Linked DNA regions of Dromaius novaehollandiae: region 1 is linked to region 2. The links are chromatin contacts, called in public Hi-C maps. All regions are on one chromosome and are shown on one strand. Each heading gives the region's core, a stretch centred on a gene start, on an enhancer-like site or on the middle of the called end of the contact. The rest is flanking DNA. Distances are from core to core; before and after follow the strand shown. Region 1 holds the start of RPL14 (ribosomal protein L14). Region 2 has its middle 9.1 kb from the start of GGCT.

What was found. A called contact is a pair of places that touch in the nucleus more often than the background predicts.
Region 1: a contact with region 2 is called in a Hi-C map of brain, with 2.2 times the contacts expected there. The contact joins the promoter of RPL14 here to the enhancer-like site in region 2. A contact is called at or near these places in 2 of 4 Hi-C or Micro-C datasets (brain and liver).

Annotation. Positions count from the first base shown.
Region 1 is chr2:28,631,784-28,636,050 of bDroNov1.hap1, reverse strand. RPL14 (ribosomal protein L14) reads right to left here and starts at 1,615. Exons shown (of 6, transcript XM_026098780.2): 1 at 1,466-1,615; 2 at 940-1,041; 3 at 132-226. The coding sequence starts at 1,468.
Region 2 is chr2:28,564,852-28,569,670 of bDroNov1.hap1, reverse strand. No RefSeq gene overlaps it. Among named protein-coding and RNA genes, the nearest start is that of GGCT, 9.1 kb to the right of the region's middle. Within about 2 kb of position 2,815, at least 1 of the 2 cell types and tissues checked has open chromatin away from gene starts, as enhancers often do.

The DNA of each region.
Region 1 (4,267 bases), core at 366-2,865, 68 kb before region 2:
AAGTTGCTACTGCACACACATTTAATGAACATTATATGAACTTTCTATATTTAGCAAGCATCAAATCACATAAATCTGGCATCAAGTGACAGCATGTCTTACAGAGGCCCAAAAAAAGACAGAGAACTCACCTGTGTGGGAACTTGAGAACAAAATCAGTGAGCTGCATGCACTTGAAAGGCATAGCCTGTCTTCTGACACCACTACAGGGGCCATCAACTAGTGCCTGAAACAAACACATGCTTATTAGCAGTTTCCCCAACATGCTTGATTTAGACAGCAGCTTCCTAACAATTTGTTAACTGCAACTTGACCACAACAGTCTGAAATAGAAACAAGTTTTGTGCTGTCAGAATCAGAGATCAGTAAGTCTTGCATATACAACCCAACTTTACAACAAGACTCATCTTGCTTCTAAAGGCCCATCTTTGTCTTTGGAAAAAGAAGCTGGAATAGAAAAAGTACACAGAAATAAGATCACTTACTTCACCATTCTCTTCTCTGGCTTTTTAAGGAATATTAATTGTGCAAACCCAAGTATTTACCTTAAACATATAATGGTACCACTCAATTCATCAGTTTTAGACAAACTAAAATGTACTTGGCCACCACTACTCCCACAAGAGTTCCAAGACATCACACCTCTAGTCACAATAAATACGTAGGAAATAATGTAAGCATCTATCTTATTTCCCAAGAATTCACCAAAATCAGCTTTTAAGGCACTTACAAGGATAAAAGAACTAGAAGAGATAGCAGAGACGAGACTGTATCACTTGACAATGAAAAAAACTTACTAAAAGTTTCAAACAGCAATGCCTGCTAAACTACTCCTTTCTGACCTGTGCTTGTTTTCTTGAAAATCTCTTTGGAGAATGTTTTAATGCACAAGGTTATTAAAAGAAAGAGAAGAAGTAAGCTGGGCTGCTCTTAGCTTACCCTGTTTTGGTCAATAACATCCACAATTGCCACCAGCTTGCCAGCATGTGGTCCAAAGGAAATGAAGGCAACCCTGCCAATCTCGACGAAGCGCTTGAACACCTAGGATCAATGAGAGCCGACATGGGTCAGGCGAGAACCCACCCGAGGCCGCGGCCAGACTCACAGCGCTCCAGGCCGCTGCCTAAACACGCCGCCCCCCCGCCCCGAGCGACGGACTCAGGGTAACACCCACAGCCCGGCAGAACCAGGCCCCGGCGGGGGGCGCAGACCCCCGTCCGCCGCCGACCCCGGAGGGGCCGCGGGGGCGCCCCTCCCCCCCGCCCTCCCAGCGGCGGCGCGCGTGGCCCGCTCCCAGCCCAGAGCGGGAGAGGCGGCCGCCGGCCTGGCCCCCTCCCTCCCGACCCGCTCCCCGCTGCGGGGACGGAGCCACCCAGCGCCCCAGGCAGGCGAGCGGGCGGGACGCGGGGAGACGCCGCCGCCGCCAGGGCCAGCAGGCGCTGAGACCCCAGCCACACGCACGTACCATGATGGCCGCCCGTGAGCAGAAAGGGAGGGGCAGTTTCCGCGGCGCCCGGAAACTGCCTCCGGGCCGTCACTGCGCAGGCGCGGGAGGCGGAGCCGGAGTGCCGCCTCCGCGAGCGCGCTTGCGCAGAACACTTCCCCCGCCCATCACGGGGAATACGGAACATAGGCTCTTCTCAGTACGCATGCGCCCTGCTGGAAAGGCGCGGAGGCTGCCGGCCCGCTTTTCTATGCGCATGCGTGTCGGCGGGGGGCGCGCACCGACGTGAGGTAGCGGGGCGCGCATGCGCAGACATCCGCGTCGGGCTGCCTGCGCTCTGCCTGGCTTTGGGGTTTTGCTTGCTTTCGCTTTTTTAAAGCTGTCTGTGCTTTTAGAAAGAGTGTTTCCAGGTGTCCTCAGTTACTGCAGCCTGTCAGCGCTGCCCAGACACTGTGCGTCTGCTGCTCGGGAGGAAAACCAGCAGCTGCCCCAGGCCAGTCCGGCCATCTTAGAGCAGTAGGCGCCAGGAAAACAGGCCAGGGCAGCCTCTGCGCCGCTGGCAGGGCTGCTCTCAGCACGCTGCTAGCGGCCGCTGTTTGGGGCCCTCTCTCTGTGGTCCCGGGAGGCTCCCGGGGGGCTCCTGGGGGACCAGAGTGCTGCTGACGTGGTGCCAGCCGAGGCGGTGGCTGAGCCCTGGATGTCTCCGTTGGGAGCAGGGCTGCCCAGGGCTGGAGGGAGAGCGAGCGGCTCCCGCGGGGGCCGAGGCACGGCCTGCTGGAATCGCTCCCACTTGGCCCAGCACTGGAGGAGAGAGGTCTTAGCCAAGCAGCAATTGCCATCAAGTTTTAAGTTTCCTAAGAGCCACATGAGCAAATCAGAAGTACCATCATTGCAGCCCGCAGCTCCTCCAGGAGTACGTATTTGCACGTTACTCCAAACACTTGGATGGAGTTTTCTGTGGGCCACGTTTTGGATTTAACAACAGCAAGGAAGAGGTTCTGGTTTCAGCTCCCTTGAAAGACTGGTCCAATGGCAAAAAAATACGAGAGGGACACTGCAAATTCAAAGACCGTGCTTGTGCTGTAGCAAAGGGCGATACATTTGTTGCATCTGAGCACAAGAAAAAGCTGACAGCACAGTCAGCATGCCCTGAGACGACTTGTTAAAATTACCCTTCTCTGTGGAAGGCAGGACATTTTCATGAGGGGATGGGTAAAATATATCAACATTGTACCTGCTCTTTCATACTGTAGTGCAGAATCTGACTCTAATTTGAAAGAACAGCTTAATAATACACAATACAGTAGCCTAGACCTGTTGGAACAAATGCAAAATCAAATTCTAAAGCTGATAGGAGTACTCATTTAGAACAAATTTTTAGACAGGGTAAAAATATTTCAGCTTAATAATTCATGCCACCAGTGCTTTTCCAAGAAAAGGGAACGTCACGTTGACTTTATGTTACACCCACCCAAGTACAGAGGGACAAGCAGAGCTCTGAAGATCTGATTGTTTTTTTACATATCTCTGATACAACAGAAAACCTTACAGAGCTTTTCATACAAAAATTATCGGGGATTGTGTAAGGAGCTCTTAAGGGTCTACAGCTGTAACGTGGTAAGGAACTTGTATGATCAAAATTCCAGGAGCCATTTAATCCTCTGACAGGACAGATGTTGAACACAGTGATTTCTCTCAGTTGTGGAATGCAACAAGTGACCAACTTGTTAAACACAGTCTCAGAAGTCATCACTATGCTTAAATGTCCTGCAGAGTGTACGGAACTGCAATAACTCAAAAGATTTAGTAGGCCAGCTATGGGAGACAGAGGAGGACCAAATTAGGGTGTGAATATAGCATGCAAGAAGCAAGGGATAAGTTAAATGGATGCTCTTAGCAGCTCCAGAACAAAGTACATTGTTATTGATGGAACCTTAAGCGAAAGAGCTGACTATGATGTGAATGCTGGAAGATTGCTCTATTCTGTCACTAAATTTGCATTCTTGGCTGCACTGGTGTGTGTTGAACATAGTCCGTCTCATAAAAAATCCTTCATGCATACATGCAACAGGCAGACAGAGACCTAATCACAATGGCTAATGAAGCAAACTCTGTTTTTTGTACCCTGGGGAGAATGAAGCAGGAGGGTGACAACATTTTCTTCACTTTATGCTGAAGTCCAATGTTTGGCCTGTGCTGTTAATGCTGAAGAATCACTTCCATCTGTGTGTGGCAGAAGAAGGCATCAAAGTAACCCTGGTGTCACAGATGCACAAGCAACACAAGCACACTACCAGAAGAATGTGTTCATTCTGTTCTTGGACCATGTTATCTCAGAGCTTCAGAGATAAGTGTTGCACTGCTCTTCTTACTTTATTGCTCAGTACCTATTGCCACAGAAATTACATTTGTCTGACAACAAAGATAGGGAGAGCTCTTTACTATGCATACAGAACAGACCGTTCCAACCTTGATAATGCCAAAGCAGAGCTGCAGAGATGGCGGGCAAAGTGGAGAGACATTCCAAGGGACAGCCAGTGAAACAGCGTCTTTTCGGTGCTCAAAGAGCTGAGCCTGGTATATTACCCTGAGCTCACTGCTGCCCTCATTCTTCTGGCCACTATGCCAATCAGCACTGCTACCAGGGGAATGTGGCTTCGGACCCTGCAGACCATCAGGACATGGCAAAACAGCTCTGTGGGTGAAAGTCAGCTCACTTGGCTGGCTTTGATGTACGTGCATGAAGATATGGACATTGATGTGGATCACATTTTGCAGGATAAATGAGGCATAAACATAAACATGAGGCAAAACACTTAGTAT
Region 2 (4,819 bases), core at 1,566-4,065:
CCAGCGTGCCAAATGAGGGAACGTGTGATTTGCTGTCACTGTTTATTTTTCCCCATGGTCTGATTCCAGTTGGACTTTTGTCTGTGCAAAAAATGGCACATTTGATGACCCTGTGTTAGCTTAACACAACAGACCTAGAAAGAATATCCCTGTGTGTGTTTCCAGTATATACAATTGTATATTGCATTCTTGCCAGCTTTGAGAAAGTCATGTGTATTAGCAAAACTGAATGAGCAGTTCTTTTGATTACTGCCTTTCTTTAACCACACTGAGGAACCAGATCACATGAAAAAACAACAAACTGATGGTACATATCAGGCTTAATTCACCAAACTTGTTAGCATATGGCACACGTGTAGAAGATGAGGTCAGAAGTCTATGGAGCAGGAGATCCAGGGATGATGCTATTGAGAATCACCTTATTCCCCAATTCAGAAATGGTCAGAAATCTGCATTTTGGAGGAGGCAGCTTAGATTAGAGGTACAGAAAACAACCAGCCTTATTTTCCTCTCTTATTTGCACCAGCACATTTCTATCAACACAAGAGGGAAATAAGGGGAAAATTAGATCCAAATCATGATCAACGCTAATTATTCTAGCAATACCTTTGCGTTTTAAACTCCTAGTTTTACTTATCATTGCAGGAAGAATTTGCTCTGCAGAACAGTTAGGTCTGTCTGCAGTTGGCTGGCCTGTAAAAGGATTTTGATGCTCTTGATACAAAAAAAGAAAGTATTCTTTGAAAAGTAAAAAGGAGCTTTTCAACTTTATGCAAACAGTTGCAGTCGGACATTCTTTGTAAGGCTGCAGCACATTTGCCTCTGGACGCCCCAAGACTGATAGAAATCCTTCACATTGGCTGTGAAGCATGACTCCAAGCCAGTGACTTGGATTTCCTGAAACTGTGCTTCTTTTTTTCCCAGGAAACATAACTTTGAACTTAACAAACATGTCACTCTGCCCTAACAGAAGCATGCATTAAGCAGCACATGCATCTGAAACATTGACAGCAGATTAAATTTGATTCTGCAAATCAGCTTTCTTCACTTTTCTCCAGGGAGAAAATTCTACAGGGAGAAAATAACTTTTCCTCCAGGGAGCACATCAAAACAGAGACATGAAAACACATGCACAAAAGTCTCAGCGGGGGTAACTGCTCTGACATTCCTGAGCCAGGTACTGATGTTGCCTCCCCATCCCATGAAAGGCTGCAAAGCCCTACGGTCCCTGTTCGAGGTACATCGCTCACTGCTTGGAGAACCCCAATGACCTGGACAATATCAATGTGAGGCTGATATTTTTCAAGCCACTTTTCAGTTCATCGTTTTTCAAGGAAATTTGGGGGTTGTTTTGTTTTGGGGTTTTTTTCCAGCTCTCGTGCTTTAAAATGGTAATCTGTTGAAAAACCTGATAGCTACTAAGTACACCAGGAAGGCCTCTTCAAAAAACAATTAAACAATTACAATGGATGATATGAAAATAAGGCTTCTGTGATATGATGGGATTGATTTAAGAGGGTTACAGGGAGCTAAGGCCTGCTGTTCTATAATAAATGATTTCCCTGAGACAACTCAGTAAGTGAAACATAATCATGTAATTGAATTGTTCTTGAAATACCACTAACTCCAGGGTCTGGAATTCAGCAGTCCCAAATGACCTTGTATTTAACATCTTTATTCATGATCTAGGGGGAAAAAAAAAGTACACAGCATAAAGGATTTATCAGTAGACACAAAGGGTCTTCAGGTAAAGTAGACACTGGCAATGCTGGGCTTGTTTAGTCTTCAGAGAACTCAAATGGAAAGAGATCTGATTACAGAATTCAAGTGAGATTTTGCAGGCTATTTTAAAAATCAAGTTTCATGAGTTAAGAGCAGAAGAGAAAGGACAGTTAAGGAAAGGGAGAGCAAAGGCAAGCAGAATCAAAGGAGAAAAGGGGTTTACAGATGTGATTTATGGCCACATGAAAAGTGCCTGTGGTACCTCAAACCCATGTGAAACTAGGAGGTCTAGAAGCCCTTTATTCTGCACTCAAACACCAGCCCAGGCCACTGAGATTAGAAAAACAAGAGTGGGGTGTAAATTTTGCCTTCACACCCCCTGATCTTGAAAAAGGAGAGCAGTTACTGTTCCCCTCACTAGCCTTCCTCTGGGGCCATGGGCAACGCCAGCCTCAGCCTTCAGGGGAAGCCTCTAGGAAATCCTGCTTTTCTCTGTGAAAACTGAAGGGTACGCAGGGCCCCAGAGAGCCTGGCAGTGGTGGTGGCTCCAGGAGGGATTGATTTCATTCACAAATGAACATGAAGGCCAGGAAATGCCAGGACCCTGTTCCCTGGGACAGACCCCTTCATACACAGAAAGCCGTGCCCAGAAGATTAGCAAATCCAGGCAAGTTATGGTGCAGAAATCTTAGAAATCTTGAATTCTGTGGCCAAAGCTGAAGGGGTAACTACTGCACTTAAAGCAACTACAAAACCTCTGTTGGTGCTGAATGGTACCCTGGGACATTCGTGCCTTCAAGAGGGAACGCGGGCCAGAGGAACCAGCTCTCCCTTGTGCAGCAGAATGAGGTGATGGTGGAGGAGGCCACAGCCTTCCTGGCCAGCAGGACTCCATCTGCATCCCTCCTTGCCTGTGGGAGAACACTGCCTGCAGACAGAAATTTCCACCAGGTGAGCAGTAGCCATGATTTTACAGTGCTGGGGAGATGTCTCACTGGAGGGTGCAGAGAGGTGGCTGCTCCCAGCTGTAGCATGTAGAAAAACCCAGACAGGAACAAAATAAATGATGTCCAGCTGCACTGGCTTTTCCTGCAAACCTGCTGGCCTAAGAGCTGCTCCGTATTCCCTGTGGAGTGACACTGGCATCTGGTGGTCAGATCCCCCCATCGCTAGTCACAAACTCTGATTCTTTTATTTCTTTTGAATGCTGGGTACAGTGGAAGTGACTGGGAGCACTTTGTGTAAGGCAGTCCTGATTAACTAGATCAGTGACAACTGCTGGCTGCAATTATTAACGTCACTGACTCTTTTTTGGAGCCCTTTATGGTGCGAGGAGCACCAGTTTCAACTCCCACTTTATGCTGGCTCTGTGTGTGAACACAATCTGTCCTTGCAGCATGCCCACTGCACAGTCCTCCTTACCCACATCGCTACGCTCCTGCCAGTGGGAAGGAAGGAATGAAGACTGGTCTTATCTTGCTGAAAACAGGCTTTTTTTTTTTCCCTGTCTGCTTAAAAAATAATTACCAGGGCCTGCTATGAGGGCAGCAGAGATAAAACAAGCTTATTTCCGATCAGTTACCAAATGCTCATCTCTAGAGATGCTTAGGGCCACATAAGCCTTGGAAGAAAATGTTGTTATTCCCCTTCTGCCTGTTTCTGTGACGTTCTCTGCCTCGGTGGGATTTGGCTTGGGTGACTCCATGCACTCTGCAGGCGCTGTGCATACCACGGGTGCTCCGAGGCCGCCTTTCTGCCAGGGTGCTCCTCACATCCCCGCCTTGTCTGGCAAACAGCAGTTCTGGTGCAGAAGGGCTCTGCCTGATAGATGAAGAGAAAAACAAGTCCATACAAAGCACTGGACCTAAGACAATCTGTTTTCCATTGGATTCATATCTTGCAACTAAGTGCTTTTTTTAAACCAAATTGTACACTGGCTGCAGTGTAAGTGCCCCCCTCATTAGAGATCAGAGACCAAGATGTTGTCTGCTTAGTTCGGCGTAACATAAACACCTTTTAGAAGTTTTTCTGCAATCGGGCCACAGTCTCTGTCCTGGGCAAGGTCTTTGCTGTCTGAGAGGGTCTTTCCTCAAACTGCTGCTCTCCCTGTTTGAGACCTATTTTTTCCTAGCTGCCTCCTTTCCTAAAACTCCTGGGAACATACAGTATCAGAGAGCTCTACCTCTCTGTGGATTCGGTAGGAACTGGCCAAGAAGTTCAGGAGACACTAGGATGGGTACTGAAAGCCATGCCCACGGCGGCACCGGCATACAACATGACAACATGAGCAGCGCTTCTGCAGGAAAACAAATGGCAAAGTCTGGGGCTGCATGAGCCTAAATCCAGCTTTCCATAGTAGTGTCCTCCCAGTGGGGGTACACCACTGTTGTTCTGCAAAGAAACGGTGAAAACAATGATGGAGCGGTTGTATAGCAACTGCCAGTGTAAAAGTCACCAGGGTTGGCTTTCCCATGTGCCAGCCTAACCCTCCCGGACATCATAACTGCACTCGGAGAGGGAAAATCATCTGTTTGGCATACACCAGTGCAGGCAGAAACCTAACAAAGGGACATTTATGTGAGCACCATCATCAGTTTTAAGGCAGAGTAGGATCTGTGGGTACAGCTCGTGGATGGTTTCTCTGCCCTTTTTACCCAAGGGACCTTGAGGCATCAGGAATAGGGCACGTCATGATGCATCCCTGATGCATCCTAGAAGGTTCGTCTGGAAGTGTCAGCACCCTTCCCTCCAGCAGCTTTTTTTCTCCCATCCTGCTCAAGGGTTGCATCTCTGATGCAATGCAGAGGCTGTGGTAGAAAGAGGTAAATGAGGGCAGAGAGACGGTAGGCAGACGACTCTGTCACTGGGAGCAAGTGGAAAGAATATGGTCACTGAGAGACAGTGTAGGAGTGCAAGATGGGAAGAAAAGCAGTTTGGAGGGACTAGGCATTCAGTCTTTCCTGCTTCTCCTTGAGATCTGCCCACAGAAGCCAGAAGAACATTGATATTCATGCTCCATCTTCTTCGGAAACACCAAGCTTTCCCTCAACCTGCTCTCCTCCTCTCCCAGTTTGCAATCATACGACTTCAGTTGGTA